Linked DNA regions of Lactuca sativa: region 2 is linked to region 1. The links are chromatin contacts, called in public Hi-C maps. All regions are on one chromosome and are shown on one strand. Each heading gives the region's core, a stretch centred on a gene start, on an enhancer-like site or on the middle of the called end of the contact. The rest is flanking DNA. Distances are from core to core; before and after follow the strand shown. Region 1 holds the start of LOC111921657. Region 2 holds the start of LOC111921669 (F-box/kelch-repeat protein SKIP30).

The links. A called contact is a pair of places that touch in the nucleus more often than the background predicts.
Region 2: a Hi-C map of leaf shows a contact between it and region 1, with 4 times the contacts expected there. The contact joins the promoter of LOC111921669 here to the promoter of LOC111921657 in region 1. A contact is called at or near these places in 2 of 4 Hi-C or Micro-C datasets (leaf and seed).

Annotation. Positions count from the first base shown.
Region 1 is chr9:8,448,757-8,451,456 of Lsat_Salinas_v11, forward strand. LOC111921657 reads right to left here and starts at 1,368. Exons shown (of 1, transcript XM_023917238.1): 1 at 862-1,368. The coding sequence starts at 1,368. The coding sequence ends at 862.
Region 2 is chr9:8,593,036-8,595,735 of Lsat_Salinas_v11, forward strand. LOC111921669 (F-box/kelch-repeat protein SKIP30) reads right to left here and starts at 1,387. Exons shown (of 2, transcript XM_023917250.3): 1 at 1,212-1,387; 2 at 1-99. The coding sequence starts at 67.

The sequences.
Region 1 (2,700 bases), core at 118-2,617:
GTACTCATGATGCTGGAAAAAAAGATATTTTGTGTTTCTTGGGGTAAAGAAACTAGAAAACGGGAAATTGTTAGGTTAGTATTAATGCAATAAATAGCAATGTACTTTTATTTATTCGTGTATTTTTATATCCTTTTGTTATAGCATTATATTTTTAATTTCTTTTCTTATTTCATGCATTTAACCTAACCTTTAAATTGCTATGGTTGTAGCAATCAGGGGCTTATAAGTACCCATTGCATTAACAAAGCAGGGTTGAGGCGAAAGCAAACCACATATACAAATTAGAGACAAAAATGGAAGCAAAATTGTACTTTTGCTTAGAATTTTCTAATTTTTTGGAGGTTAAATAATCATTTGATAGTAGCCACAACAAAATTGATTAGAGTAAAATAATATATATACCCTTATTCTATTTATTACTTTCTCATATAGCTACAACTTTCCAAATACCTAACACTGTGTCACTATCAAAAGGTGATGATTACAAACCTAAGTAGCAAAGGCTTGTTCTATTAGAGCTAATTATCTGATTCTGAATCTTCAATACCACCTGATCACTTTTAAGACTGAGCATTATGCACCAAATTGACTAGATTTTGATTGCTTTTTTGTATGATTGACAATGATTCTATCAATGTCAATAAGCTCCCAAATAAGATCATTATCATGAAAGAAACCATAAAGTAGCACCTAATGGATTAAAATTAATAAAAAAGACTTGAAAACCCAATGGAGAAGAAGATGATATCATCATAAGTAACAGAAGTATTCAGAAACATATAGCTTGAGGATCAGAAATCAGCAATTTCATCACATTTGACTCAAGAAACATAATAATAACTAGGTAAAATATTTCGATTACTGTACAAGAACAAATTGCCCTGTTTCGTTACCTTCATCCCAAAGATCTCCCTGATTTCCATCCAAATTAACATCTTTCGGCACAACAACTACAAGCTCTCCGTCGGTAAACGATGCAGTCGCAAGCTCCGGCTGCGTAGACGCCGGAAGCCGGAACCGCCACACGTCAAGCGCAAGCTCATTAACCGGATTTGCGCAACTATTAACCACTCGCCTCCCCCCTACAACGATTTTAGTAACGCCGGGGTAGATCTCGATCGTGTGAGCAGCAATATCGGTGCCGATGTCGTCGTCTGTATCGACGACAAATTTGAGCGAATCAGATGTTTCTTGGATGGAGACGTCGGCGTCGGAGTAAAAAGGGAGCTCCAGGACTTTGGCGAAGATATGAGGGAGTCGCCGGAGCTTCTTTTGCCGGCAAATAACGTCGGCGGCGTTGGATTGAGAGGCGAAATCGTATCGCACGGTGATGTTTCGCCTATTGGGTGTTGGGTGAACTTTCATGGTTCGTCGATCGGAGGAAAAACGAAACCCTAGTTGGAAAACAGGGAGATGCAAATCCCAAAATGGATTGGGGAAAACTGAGAGATGATCGATAATTGGTAAATGATGGTGTGTGTTCGTGGGATATACGTACAGAATTCTGTATCTATATGTGTGTGTGTTTGATTCCCCACGGATTTCGAGATGAGGTGAGAGAGTGTCTAAAACAAAAAAGGTGGATAAGTGTGTTTTATTTTATTCAACTTACCAAATTCTTTTAAAGAAATTATATGTTATGTGGTCAATTTCAATACGACATGAAAATCGCAGGTCAAGTTGAAATGAAGTAGATTTTTAAGAGATGAGGATTTAATAGAAAAAATAGGAAGATGACTGACTTACATTTCAGGAGATAGCAAGTATGTTCATGATAGTTTGTGAGAACTTTTATTTGTTAACATGTTAATTGCAAAAATAAAAGTAAATCACGTTCTTTATGTTTGGAGTAATTTGTATGTCTTGATGTTAATTTTTTTTTAATCTTAGATGATCCTCTAATTTAAAATATGTTACATACTTGTCTTCGAGTTAACATTTTGTATTGCTTCACAATTTTAACCTCTCGTGTGCCTTGCATTTACAAGTATTTTCATTTTTTTTCCAATTTGAGTGATCCTTTAATAACCCTAAGAATGGTCGTATGTCTCCTTCTGTAACACCCGCTTCATGTATGAAATAATCCATCATACTATAAGTCTTCATTCTGGGTGGCCACGACGTGACAATGTTTTCAAAGATTGCGGGATTTAAAAGACCCATCATGGCGTGGCCATAGATGTCATGACGTGACAATTGATTTTAATAAAACCATAATTTTCGGGCTTTACACCTTATTTAAAGGAATAAGGAGGCGAGGGTTTATTCACCATCAACCTCCATCACTCTCAAACCCTCAGAAACCATAACCCTTATGTTATTGAAGCTCTTAGAGCTCATTTGCTAGCTTTTGGTGATTTTGAAAGAAGTAGAGGAAGATTTTGTGCAAGAGACCAGCAAAACACTCCCCAACTTCTGAAAGCATCTTGTTGGACATTTTGTAAGGATCTTGATCTAGTTTTTATCTTTTCCTTAGAGATCTAAAGTTATTTTGATTAATAAACTCTTTCATTGGATTTTGAGTGGAGCAAAGAGATAAAGTTTGCAACTTATGACTCTTAGGAGTCCCGATGACCTTATATTTCATAGATCTAAGAATTTGTTGTGATTTGGAAATCTTGCATGAGATTTGGGTCCCCTTTTCCTCTTTTGACCTAGATTTGAGGAAGGACATGCATGGGGCATGCATGTCCATAA
Region 2 (2,700 bases), core at 137-2,636, 140 kb after region 1:
GGTATGGGACCCGCGCAAGACATCGTATAGCAACAGCATCAGGGAGACCTTCAATGAGAACTGACATTATTATTTGGAGTCAATGAATGATCTTGCAACCTGCAAACAATATTCAAAAGAAACAAAACCCTTCAATCAGGTAAGAAGAAAGTGTCAAATTATCTAGCTATACTTACACCCCGTTCCCGAGTTCAACTTAACGAGAGAAAGGAAAAGAAATGAGTGGAAATGAGAAGAAAATAAAAGAAATTGGTGTTCCCGAGTTTCATTAAAGGAGGGAAGTGGAGGGAAATGGGAGGATCACTTTCCCTCCTAACTTTCCTTCCGATTTGGGAGGATTTGGAAAGAAAGAACAAAATGATTCACTTTCTTTCCACTTCTCTCCAACTCGGGAACACGAAAGAAAATTTTGTTTTCCTTTCCTTTCTCTTCTTTTCTCACGTGACTTTCTTTTCTCTTCTTTTCTTTTCTTTTGTTAAACTTGCTTTTCTTTTCTTTTGTTAAACTTGGGAACGAGGTGTTAACTTGTTCTTCAAATCATTATGCTTAATTTGATTCAAATTTGGTCTTGGCCCTTTGTATCCAAGGATGACCTCCTTGTGTGGTTTTCTCTCATTGTAAGCATTCTAAGAATAATAAAAGTCTTTTGATTCAAATTTGGTCTTCTGGTATATATTTTGAACAAACTTTAAATACTGGAGTCTAGAGTGAATCGAATTGGGCATTGGATCAAACATTTACGACATAAAGAACAAAGTAAAGGTGTTTGCTAATGTATTATAATGTATGAGTAGATATAGATTGAGAAGCCGATTCGAAAATCCTAAAAAGTAAACCTTTGACACAAGTTATAATCTTGCAAATGAAACTAAGATCGTTGTAAAAGCTTGAGTAGGATTTACAATCAGCACACCCAAATCTTTCTTTCTGTTGGTGTTTATGAGTCCAGATTACACAATTGCTATCATCACAAAGCATCAAGATTTCAAATCATGCTACAAACCCCATAAAAATTACATGATAATCAATCAGCCAAATGCTAAATTGGTCCAAACAAACCAGATTTCCATATGCTTGAATCAAAATCGAGAACTCGTGTTCCCAATTGCAAGACAATTAATTTAATAATTCGGAGTTACAAAATCCAACAAATCTTGGTCAAACAACCAGCAACAATAATCGATATTCAAAAGAAAACACCGTAAATTTACCTTGAGAAACCAAGATTTGGGGCAGAGTTCTTCGTAATTTATCAAGAAATGGAGGCGAAGTGCCTGTGAAGACGAGGGCAAATTTTTTTTTTTTTTTTGTCGGTTTTCTTATTTTTGTTTTATATTAAGACGGGAGAAAGATAGACAGGAAGGGTACGGAAGTCGGAAACGATACATAAGGTTTTATTAGACGAACTCAATATATCACAAAATGGACAGAATTCCACAAAAGTATATTCCATAAAATGTTCTCTTATACATTATGTTCGGATAATTCTATTATTTTATATTCGATATTAAATTTATGCTCAATATTTATGTTGTTAAAATTGAGATCAATCTTGTTTAGATTTATTTTATATTTTGGAAGATCACAATTGGTATGGTTATCCTACAAAAAATTAACCACTATTTAAATTTAGTTGCAATGTCTTATTTGTGCAACACTTATTATACTTGATGTCGATTAAGACATTGATAATTAACTTTTTAAGCAATAATCATAATTCTTAGTCTTGCAAACCGTAAAAATTCGGAATAAAAAATCTTGAGCAAAAAAAAAAAAAAAAAAAAACAAGATCACTATGAGCATCTCCAAGAAAAGGCATAACATCGCAATGATAATAAGTATCTCCAAGAAAAGGCATAACATCGCAATGATAATAAGTGTCATGATGTTCTTTGGAATTCATGATTATTGGATGAAGTGATGATGACAACATTAATTCTTTTTTCAACCTGTGATGTTCGACTCAAATTGAAGTACAAATTGAAGTACGAATGTTTGAGACTTTGATTATAGATACAATAAAAAAAACTAAATATGTAAGATGGTATTGAGTTAAATCTTAATATCCTAATATGAATCTTGATTCATATAAATCTTAATGTGATCGATATCAATTTTCGTTGTAGGATCTTAAGATCAAAATTTAGATTTAGGGGGTTTTGATATACTTTTTAGAAATGATTGCAAAATTAATGTCACGAAAACCTTTGTTAGATAAGTTCCCTTTCAAAAATATAAAAAAATAAAAAAATTGTTTAGCTTATACTTTCATGCATAATTTGTCAATAAGATTTTTAAAAATATTAGCATATCTAATTTCAAAAATTAATTATAATTAAAAATATCAATTAATTTATTTTCATTAATTCAACATAATCGAGTTTACAGTTGAAGAAGACAATGTTTACCATAGAGTTACATGTGAGCTGGATTCTTGTCAGGCCAAGACGCTATTTCCATGTCTAACTGATAAAACTTGTTATTCGGGACACAGAAATAGGGATTCTCCCAAAACAAAGTAAAACTCTATAATTCTTATTCCATCAATAATCAAAAAGACATATCGAAACCCTATATATAAGTGTTACTAGATAATCCTACCATAAATTTAAAAGAGACTAATAGATATCCTAATTTTAAATAAAGATAGCTACTACCTAATTTGAATAAATAATTAAATAGTTACTAATTAGTCGATAA